2 separate regions of the Triticum aestivum genome follow, and region 2 is linked to region 1. Evidence: chromatin contacts called from public Hi-C data. All regions are on one chromosome and are shown on one strand. Each heading gives the region's core, a stretch centred on a gene start, on an enhancer-like site or on the middle of the called end of the contact. The rest is flanking DNA. Distances are from core to core; before and after follow the strand shown. Region 1 holds the start of LOC123046089. Region 2 has its middle 240 kb from the start of LOC123046089.

What was found. A called contact is a pair of places that touch in the nucleus more often than the background predicts.
Region 2: a Hi-C map of leaf shows a contact between it and region 1, with 3 times the contacts expected there. The contact joins the enhancer-like site here to the promoter of LOC123046089 in region 1. A contact is called at or near these places in 2 of 5 Hi-C or Micro-C datasets (leaf and an unstated tissue).

What each region holds. Positions count from the first base shown.
Region 1 is chr1A:282,382,627-282,388,261 of IWGSC CS RefSeq v2.1, reverse strand. LOC123046089 reads left to right here and starts at 2,427. Exons shown (of 1, transcript XM_044469380.1): 1 at 2,427-3,374. The coding sequence starts at 2,584. The coding sequence ends at 3,129.
Region 2 is chr1A:282,627,935-282,633,569 of IWGSC CS RefSeq v2.1, reverse strand. No RefSeq gene overlaps it. Among protein-coding and RNA genes, the nearest start is that of LOC123046089, 240 kb to the right of the region's middle. Within about 2 kb of position 3,484, at least 4 of the 8 cell types and tissues checked have an H3K27ac peak or open chromatin away from gene starts, as enhancers often do. A contact at or near this core is called in leaf, where this site is marked.

The DNA.
Region 1 (5,635 bases), core at 1,178-3,677:
GGATCTCCACAATTATAGCAAGTAACACTAGTGTAAGACATCAAGCCTGGGTTGATTTGTTGCTTCTGAGCCACATCTTGCTTCTTTTTCTGTTGAATCTTCCCTTGGTTCTTACTCTGCTGCGAGCTCCCTCCCTGACTGTTGCTGGGGTCCGAAGACTGTCCCCCTGTTTGCCCTTGCATCAGCTGCTGTGGAGGGTCGTACCATTGTTGCTGTACACCCCCACGATTGCTGCGAGAATTGGCCAGGGAATTGACCCGGGAAAGCCCATGGTGGGGGTGGTCCTTGGTAACCAAAGCCGAAGAACGACGGCTGCCCCCCCCCCACCGGCACCCATACCTGAATTCATCTGCTCTTGCTGCTAGTTGTTGGAGTTTTCTTCCCTTCCTCCTTTGCTTCTTCCACGGCCACGGCCTCTCCCCCCTCCATGGTGGGATCCGCAGCGGCAACAGCTAGGCTTGGTGAGGACAGGGCGGCGGCGGCATTGGGTGGGGAGGAGGGGGGAGTGGAAACCCTAATCTTGTCCCTCCCCCCCTTCGACACTTTTTATACCACTCCAGAGTTGACTGTATCTGAGCTCCGCTTCGTCACCATGGCAGGCTGGAAAGCAGCTTGGTGATCTGGAAGCTTTTCCCCCCAAATTTTTGTAAGCGCTTTTGGTGCTTATCCTTCTCTGAATCACTCTGAAGCCCGCCGACGAGCTCCATAACTAACATGGCTTCAGTTTCGTTAGAAACGCTCACATCCCCCTTGGCTGGAGCTTAGCAACCTCTCCATCAGATCCATACACTCCTGCGGATGGGCTCGATAGAAGGCTTCCCATCGCACTCTTCTGGATTTGACTCTCGAGGTTCTTGCCGCAAGCGCCCACGCAATCATTTCCGATGGCTGGGTTGCTTGATTTAGCGCAATCAGAGAGGGTTCCTCCTCCTCCGCGTGCATCAGAATGCGAGTCACAAGCTTCTGGGTTGATTCTGTGCCCCTCCTAGGCAACCTTAACTCTCTCTGCAGCTTCCTGGTGAGTTCCACAATCAGCAGCTCTTCCGCCACCCGATCTGGTGTTGCTTCTCGCACACTCATGGCCAGAGTGGTAGGCAGAGCAAGCTCGGGTCTCTCCGCCCATGTCCTCTGCAAGGCTCAGCCCGCAATCCACATCCTGAAATCCTGCAAACTCCGAATCCATCCAAATTTGCTTCACCCACTCGTGACACTCCGGTCCATTTGTGCCACTATTGTAGGATGCCTCTGCGCTCAGTCCATGGCCGGGTAGGGGAGAGGTATGGCCAGGGGTCGACCTCTTCTGAGTCCGAAGGCGGCGCCGATGGCATTTTCCCCTCGATGCATTCCCAGCTCGCCCGCCTTTGTGGATCTGCACTCCTTGCCTCCGCCCGCGCCCACCTGACTAAATCCTTTGGGGATGCGGTCGGGCATGGCATCCTCCTCTTTCTCCTCCCGACTGCCTTCGAAGTAGATCCTCCTCGCCAGATTGAGGAGCTCCTGATCTGCGGTGTGGCCATAGGTCTTGATTCCCAAGGCGCCCATACCTTCATCTCCGGATCTGGCTCTGCCTCCGCCTTCTGCTGCAGCGCCCTCCACTCCCGTTCGTAGAGGAGATAGGAGGGCACGTCGTCGTGGATCCGCGTGGCTCACTCCGTCCACCTCCGCATCCTCGTCGCCCGCAGCGCCTCCGGCGATACCGACCCTATCGGCCGCAGCATCTCCGGGAAGGCCCGGTACACAAAGGGGGAGGCATGTATGGGATTGTCGAGCCCGGGCGAGGTGGCGAGCAGGTGGATCTGTCGGCTCTCAGCATGTGGGGCGGGGAGGCTCGCCGTCGCGGGGAGATCGGCGGCGAGGTGAGGTGGGTGGGATGGGTGGGGTGGAGTGGAGTCGCGGTCGCAAGTGAGAGCATGAGTCGCCTTATTTCTCGTCACGTAGATCCTACAATTTTTTTTACTGCCTGGTTACCACAATAAATGGATCTGCTGGCCTCTTCACTATTTACGCATGGCCTTGATTTGCCCACGGATTTCAAAGAGGACACGATCCCCTTTTCCTTTTTGCGGGCAGAAGAGGACAGGGTCTCATGGGTTCGTTGGATGGCCAGCAGCTACTATGTATACTCATGTGCAAAAACGCAAGCGAAGCAAATACTCCGCGCCCATACCTCGGCCAAATTCAAGCCATTTCTGGCTCCATTCACTCGCAAACAACGAAACAGTACTACGCTCCTCCCATGACACCGCAATGCTGCGACACACTGGCATCTTAAAAAAAATGCAGTACTAGTACACCGGCAGCAACGATGGCAGACGCCGTAAATATGCTCAACCAGGCCCCCCATTAAAGTCACTCCGCGAAACAAACCTTATCCACACCACTCCCCCGTCCCTCTCCCGCCGCTATAAAACCCGCCGCTCCACTCCACCAGTTGGAGTAGGAAGAAGAACAAAACGCCATCGCGGTTCACATACACTTTTACACACGGCAGCACACGGAACACGCACACACGTTGCTTGTGCGCCTCCTCCGCCGGATCACGAGCCAACCGCACCGAGGTCGGCGGGGTAAGAGCGCGCGACGATGGCCGGCCGGAGCAGCAGCCGTTCCATGGTGTCCGCGCACCGGCTCTTCGCGCCGGCGCCCGCGCGCACCCTGCAGCACGCGGCCGACCCGGCCCTGGAGCTCGACGAGGCCGACATCATCTGGGGCGGCGCGGCGCTGGCGTCTTCCCCGCCGGCCGACGCGTACGGGCGGGCCCTGTCCGCGTCCACTCCCTCCAGGGCCTCCAAGCCGCGCGCCGCGGCGCCGCGGGATGCCGCCGGTGGCGGTGGCGGCGTCGGGGGCCCGGCGTCGCTGCCCGTCAACATCCCCGACTGGTCCAAGATCCTGGGGGCGGAGTACGGCGGGGGCAGCGCCGGCGCGGGGCGGTGGCCGTCGGACGATCGCGGGGACGCGTACCTGGACCGCGGCGACCGGCAGTGGGTGCCGCCGCACGAGCAGCTCATGTACCGGGAGCGCGCCGCGGCGTCCTTCTCGGTGCGCGAGGGCGCCGGGCGCACGCTCAAGGGCCGCGACCTCCGCCGCGTCCGCAACGCCATCTGGGAGAAGACCGGCTTCCAGGACTGATCCTGATCCGGCCCACCCACGGCGATCGATCGTCCGTCCCCTTACGATTAATTTGATGAGTTTTTTTCTTTTCTTCTACGAGTAGTTTGTGATCGGTGATGAGAATGAGATGAGATGCAGGGAGAGTAGTAGAGATTGGTTAAGCCTCTGGTTTTGGCAGTTTTCCCCGGAGAGGCTGGCTGGCTCGATGTACTACCGCTTAATCGATTGCTCCTTAACAAAGATGATGAGTACGAGTTGTACCAGCACTGTCCATGTGCTGCCCACTGATTTCTTGCTGGTTAACCACTGATCTATAATGATCTGCCATCACCAGCAGTAGTACTAGTACTACTAAAATGATCTGCCACCTGCAGAGAAAACTGGTTGGTGCAGATAGGCGTAGTAGTACTACTGTTTGTAAAGATTCCAGAGAAATTAGTTGTAGGTAGAGTGAGCTGTTGGGATTATTGGCAGAGCAGATTTTCGATTTAAAAAGGGAGCCTAGTCTATCGGGGGAGTTGGGGGCAGATTTGGACGTGCGGAGAATAAAATTTGTAAACAAATCGCATGCGAAATGGATAGGGAAGAGAGAGAGAGAGAGAGAGAGAGAGAGAGAGATGGAGAGATGGAGAAAGTGGGAGGGGCCCTGATTGGACGATGGGGGAGAAATGTCGACACTTCGCATTAACTAGTTAGTTCGCCCGCATACTTAACTGCAAAGTACTAGCATTGCCTCCAAAAAGAAGGAATAAAAATAGCGACCCGAGTAGCAGAGCAGGAATATGAACAAACACCTCACGTTTAGTCTTGCAAGGGCAACCAATGGTTTGGTAGATCACAGCTGATGAAGACGTCAGAGAAAGCTACCGGTCAAAAACACCGCGTACACAAGGTCTCGTATAGAATTTCAGCTGTGTTTGTATGACTTTGGACCTCATGCAGCATGTATCACTTTGAAACTCATGCTGGCTCACATTTCTTCTAATGGACCGCCTTTTTTTTAGAATATGGACCGCCTGTTCTAGAAGGTATTTCAGTGCTAGATAGACTAATTTCGGACGAAGAAATAGATCGCCTCTTCTAGAATGTAATAGTATAATACCAGTGTTCACGTCTCTTATCCTTCCTTTTCCGCGAGGGAGTACTGAATAAAGTCTCTTGTAATGGAGGGCGTTAGGATATACGGAGTTGCGCTATTGGCATTTTGGTACGAAACCAATTTAGCTCCGTGGAATATTCGCGGCGATAAAGAGATGGCAAAGGAAAGGGAAAGCTCCGGGAAAAGGTAGGTTCAGAGCGCCACTCGGTTGCCGCGTCTGGCTAAGTGAGAGCGACTCTACTGTCGCTCCCTTGCGCGTTAGAAGATCATATCATACGTGCACGTCGTGTTCGCTGCATAAGTATTTGTGTCTGACAGGCAACAGATAATAGGCGTAAAGAAAAGGCAAAAGGAGAGAGAGTTGAGGATTTGACGGCGTTGTTTAATAAGCTGCTGTGGTGTGGTGGCGGAACGCCGCGTTTGCCTGGACCTGGACTTCCGATGGCGATGACATGGGTGGCGGGATAAGACGTACGATCTCGTAAATTTAACGTGGGGGGCGCGCGGTAGATGCCGCTGACCCAGCTTTTGTCGAGACGTGGTGGTACGACGCGGTGTGGTGCTCACTGCTGAGTGCGCAGGCCTCAAAGGCACACGAGGAAGCTTTGTCGTTGTCGTCGTCGACGGAGTAAAGCCCACTCGGTTTTCCCTTCAGCGAAAATAAGCTGCAGAGTATGGTTGGTGTGGTGAAATAGGTGGTCGACCGCCTACAGCTGAAAAGTGCCACTTCGAATACAAAAGTCAAGCTCCAAAGTAAGGGAATCAAAACTGTCAAAAAGCCCGTACCAGTTTGGTTTCCAGCTGATCGGGCAAGGGCAACATGTGTTCAACGCCGTTGAGGAGCTGAGCTGAGCTCGGAACGGAACTCACAAGCGGGCAGCGGCGAATTGTCAGTGGCAAATGCAGAGCACAGAGAAAGTGAAGAACAGCGGAACGATAAAGGCCGGACCCAGTTCGGCCGAAAGATGATGATGAGGAGGCTACGGCTACGGCTAGGGCTTGCTAGGTGGGCGCTGTCAGTCTGTCAGTCACTACAGCTACAGGGAACTGACACTTTGCAAGCCGACGGATATAACATGGGTTGTTTGCTTCACGCTTATTAGATTCCTATGTTATGTTATGTTGCATCACCATCTGATCTACGCTACTAATCTAACGGGAGAGACGCCAAACATTGGAGTGTGTCTAGTCCACTAATGACATCTTCAACGCCGACCCACAAACTCCTGCATGCATCTGGATCGTGCAGTCTAAATAGTGAAAATCATTTAACGCGGATTTGTATCGGTCTGTGGGGTGGTCCAGACCTGATTTATCCAGCAAACCGAAGACAAACTTGGAGGGGAGGGTTGTGGGAGTCCGGACCGATCCTACGCTAGTCGGATTCGGGGCTCCGCAGACTCTTGATAGATTTGAACTTCGGGA
Region 2 (5,635 bases), core at 2,235-4,734, 240 kb before region 1:
AACCCTATCACCGTAAGGGTTGCCATGAATCTACTTAGTAAACATATAACAAATATTAAGAATGACAAGTTAACCAAGGATCCAGTTCCTCTTTGTTGCCATAAATCTGCATAGTAAAACATGTAACAAATCTTAAGAACAACCAATTGACTAAGTTAGGAAAACATGCAGCAATATAGGGGTTTGTGGGATAAAAAACAAAGGTTATTCTTGCCTCTAGATGTTGGCATAAGCATCCTTTTCTCTTTTTCTTGCTCCTATATGTTGTAGAATGTACGTGTTCCCTTTGCATCTGATAACACCAGGCATCTGGAGGAGATTTATGGCATCCTCTTGTGGACCTCTGGATGTTGTCGGTGTCATGGTCTAGGTACTTGAAGTTGATGACAACCTACTATAGGGCGAGGTCGGCATGGATGCCGCCATCGATAGAGCCCTTGTAGATCAAAGCCGGCTTCACCAAGGAAGTTGAAGATGGAGAAGTTCTTGGTCACAGACTTGAGTTCCTCCAAGGTGAAGGCATGTAGGCTCATGGTCGCCAGCATCCACGACAGGTCATCCAAGGATAGCAACTGCAGATTCATCATCGTGTGTTGCTGTTGTGGCTCTTGCTTCGTCTCCTCGTCGCCTTCACCGCCACTGTCTGGCCCGAAGCACGTGAGGACGCCTCGTCCAGAGTCACCTACAGCCTGACCCTTCTAGGGCAGAATGAGTCACTGCCCCGCATTGCATTCACTCCATGTCTAAGGTCGGCGTCGGTACTAGAGCGTCCCCACAGGCCACAAAGAAACACACCTCCAGACCCTAGTGGTTGGATCGATTGTGGTGAACCGACCGGAGACAACCTCCATAGAGAAGAGTGTAGTTATCTTCACCCATATAGAGATTGAAAAGGGAGAGGGTGAGCAAGGCACCATGGACGACGCCTTGATGATGTAGGCACCAAACCAGCAAGGAGAACACCAAGTGGAACCTGGGATTTTTAGTTGTCTTTTTTACACAATTGTGAAGGAGGAGGTGAGAGAATTTGTGAGACTGAAAGCAGGAGTCAAGTATGGCAATCCCATGAGGGCAATGTCTAATATGAAAGGTGTTGGCGGTTCCTCAGTTACACCAGCGGTTTCTTCCTCATTGCTTACTTTGCATTTAATTTTCTTATACGTGGTGTAGGCATACAAAGGCGACCAGTGGAGGAGATGAATAGTTTTTTTGAAAGAAGGTTGAAACCCTCAGCCTCTGCATCAAAGAGATGCAAACAACCATATTTATTGAAGTTAATGCAAGGCAATGAGGCCAAACACGTCAACAAATAGAGTACAAAACATAAACACCAATAGTAGAAACATTATAAGAAATGAATATAAATATAATACCTACGACTAAGTCGACTTCTTCCACAATAACACCTTTAGAAAGGATACACGCCCTCATGTCATCGTCACCACGTCAAGGAGACAACACATTGAACAAGGTAACGATGCAAGTTCGCCACTACAAGGCATGACTAATAAAGGCTAGAGCAATGATTTTCACCTCAGACATGAAGCGGTGTTCCAAACACCTACTCCATGCCAGGTGCTGGCCCAATGCGCTGATGCACCGATGCTGGCCCAACGTGCCAACCCATTCTCAAAACCCGTCCGCTTGGCGTCCGCGCGGATCCATTTCCGGCCCAAATTTGTGGCTGAAATGCGTCGGCGCGGACGAGAAGCTGACGCGCTGCTTGTCCTTTCGGTGTCCGCCGTGTCCTCACCTGGTGGCCGCCCAACTATCGCGTTCGTCTTTATTAATGGCGTCCGCCCACCATGGGCCCATGCGTCAGCGATGGCGGTCAACATTTTTTAATCCGAGCGTGCGGTGGGGGTCTATCCTCATCCACTTCCAGATGCCCCCGTCCCCATCTCGCCACCCAATGTGCTCCCCCGTCGGTGAAAAACCCTAGCCACCGCCATGGGCTTCTTCTCCGACAAGGGCAAGGGCAAGACCCCCACCGCCCCCACCGCCCCCTTCTCCCTACTTCCCCTCGCCTCCGCCGGCGTCTTCCCGCCGGCCTCGGTAGTGCATCAACGTCCCAGTGCACTAGGCTAAGCGGTACTGGGAGCACCGTGACCCCCTCCCATATCCCGACGTGACGCTGCCACACGACTGGCACTTGGATCTGGAGAGGATCCCAGTACCGGCGGCGGCGCAGTCGACGCGGGCGCACGCGAAGGAGGTGCGGCGCCGGTGGCAGCTGCTGTGTCGGAGCAGCGCCGCGACCCCGCCTACCCATTGGACTCTCCCGCTTGGGAGCAATAGTTCGCATTCGAGCACAAGGAGGCCAGGAGGCGCGACGTCCGCGACGTGCGGCATGGCTCCCCGCCGCAGCCCCTCGTCATGAGCGACGAGGACCAGGAGGCGGAGGACGCCTACCAGGCGGCACTGGCGGCTGCCGTCCGTGAAAGCAGGAGGATGAGCGACGGAAGGAGGAGGAGGAGAAGGCGGCGTACCAGGCGCACATTGCGGAGGCCGTCGTCCTCTCCGCGGCCGGCGACTGCGTCGTGCCACCTTTGAGGCCGTCGTCCCCCGTCAAGGCCGAGCCGGAGCCGACCCCCATCGAGCGCTACTCATGGACCGGGGTGGTGCGTGAGTGGGTCAGCGCGCCACCAACCTGGTTGGGGGCGACGCCGGCTCAGGAGCAGCTCTACCTCGAGCAATGGCGGCAGCAAAGGCTGGCCGAGGAGCGTTGCGAAGGCGGGTACCTCGAGCAGCTGGAGCGCGATGTGGAGGACGAGCGCCACGACGCGGAGGAGGACGAGCGCCCTTCCCGCGATGGGGCAGCCTAGCCGGCGGCGGTACAACCGTCGACGGATGACGTCGCTAAAGCCCGTTCGACGGCGTTCCGTTGGGCTGGCCTGGCACTGATGCTAATCGCCTCGCCGGCCCTGACGACGACGACGAGGACGTCTAGGGCAGCGCGCCTCCTCGTTAGTTTTATTTAATATTTTAATTAATGTAAAAATGGACTTGTGGACTCTCGCCGGCCTTTGTGGCCGGCATTATTGTTTAATTAACATTTTTATTTCTCAAAATGTTTACGGTGATTTTTTTCGTGCGACCTCAAAAATGGATCAGGTCAAGATTAGTTTTTCCTTAAATCAAGATTAGCTAGTTCCTTCACCCGCAAAAAAGATTAGCTAGTTGCTTGTTGCAGAGATTTAAAAAGCCTCGTTTGACGTAGCAAGGAGTAGTAGTCTCACTTGGCACACGGACGGAAAATGTTTAAAGATCTGGCGAACAGGAAGGGATTCAAAACTTGAAACCTCTTGGCCTCTAGCCAGTCTTTCCTGTTAGTTGAGTGCAGTTATCGTCTTCCCGGCTCCCAAAGCGAAGCCTCAGATGTCAACGGTCTGCCGTACTGCTGTCATTACTAACCCGACGGTATCCTGCACGGACGCTGCTCCCCTTACCGCAACACGGCACACCCCCTCCCCCCCTCTCTCCTCTCACACACAGAGCTCCCTTTGCCATCGGATCCTGCAAGCGAAGGCACAGGGCGAGAGCGACAGCCCAGCCTCCACGGGGGCCCCGCATCACGTGCCCGTCCAGCGCGCCAGCCTCTCGCGGCTCGCCAAGCGTCTGCCGCCGCGACGGTGCGCCACGTGGCCACCGTGCTCGCCTCGTCTCCGCGTCGCGACAGGCGAGAGGAGAGGGTGCCAAAGCGACCTGCCCCAACAGAAATGAGTGCCCGGAGAGAGTTACCCGAATGCCCCTCCCACGGAGCCAGATCGAGCTTCGTGCATGACCGTACGCGCGCCGACGTCACGGGAGGGAGGGCTGGCCGTCGGATGAATGGGTTGTTGCACCGAGTCCGTCCGTTCGGAGTGGTCCCGGTATGATCACCATTGCAAAAGTGGGTTTCACGAAAGTGGAACGCCATGGAATGGTCGCCCGTAATAATTGCCGGTGGGCTCACAGCTCGAGCTACCGATAAAGAGAAGGCCAGAGAAGAAAAGTTCTCCCTATGTAAACTAATATAAGAGTGTTTAGATCACTAAAATGGTGATCTAAACGTTCTTATATTAGTTTACAGAGGGAGTATCTCGTCACGAAACAAGGCAAACATAGCTTAGGTCCGATCTTAAGCTAATAGGAATTTCGTACTACTAGAACTATTCTTAGTTTTTTTTTCCACTATGAACAGTATTTTTGTTTCTATGGTCACTTAACCCTTACTCCCCCGTCCGGTGAGAATTGACATATAAATTTTTTAGGACAAATTATAAAGTGAATAAAAAAATGCATTGAAAAGATACAAGCCACCATCTCTCATCTTTTTAATTACTCAACTCCAAATGACCTAAGTGCATGCAGAAATTAAGAAGACCATGTGTAGAATATTATTGGTCTTGATTATCATGTGATGAGAGAGAAATATTTTTTTTCTACTTTAAAATGCATTAGGAAGATAAAATTACACTCCCTTGTGAACAAATTTTAAAGCCAAACATACACTCTTCACCGAACGGAGGGAGTAAATCTCAAGCATTCATCCTCCGGTGGAGGATCAAATAATTTGCTATACTTATTCATGGTTTTCTAGTTTCTGTTCGAAAGAGAATGTGTTAAGAGGAAGTCATCACATACCCTTTTTCAAATTAAGTAACCGCTCTCTTGTTTCCTCCCCTAATCCTAGGTGGCTAGGGCAAACTCTCCCCTCCATGCTTCATCGACGAGCCTATGGATTCGACTCCCCTTTGCCTACCGCTTCGGCGGCCAGTGGCAGGGAGGGGAATCCCGGTGCCCCGCACCGGTTAGTAGTCTAGGTTAGCGTTTTTTTTGTCCTCACGGGCGCGATGCTCGGGCAGATTGCAATGCTTCTTCTTCGATTTTGTCTTCCAGACTTTGATCCTCCTCGAGTTCATCCGTCTGGATGTAGTTGACGGAGCTCCGGCGTAGATTCTTGTTGTCTCCTTGGGGTGGTGAGGTTAGGATTTCTAGTCATGTAGCGAGATTTGGTGTCGGGTGTTTTAGATGTATGCAAGGGTTCAACAGCGACAACTGTGGCTTCGGGGCATTGGTCCTTAGGGGCACGTGTACAAAGACTTCCCAACTATCGTCAATAAGGCCAAGCCGGCTCCAATATGGGAGCGGAGATAGCGGCACGCCAGTGGCTCGTTCTAGCGACAGTAGTAGTCGTGCGATGGATTCGGAATCTCGATGTCATTTTGCTTTGTATTTTCGGTGATCTTTTACAATAGATCTGATCATTTTCGCAGAATAAAGAATGTGTCAAGACATTTGATTCATTTTGTGTACATATGGAGCCGTATTTTACTTTTACTTTTTGCTTTTAGCGGTGCGTGCGCACCAGCTAGCTAGATTAGAAACTTTTAGGTTTTTCTGTTTGTTGTTTTTATTACATTAAATCTGGATGATTTTTCTTTGCTTTGTTCATTATTTTCTTTATAGTGGAACCCAATCTAATGGCAAAAAATAGAATGATGCGAACGAAAGAGTCCCTAAAACTTTCAAATTCTTCCAAACTAATGGCAAACAATTGAGCCATCCCAGCTATATGGATCGCATGCACTTTCTTCGTCTCATATTAAGTGTGACTCAAACGGATGTATCTAATACTGAAATACATCGAGAT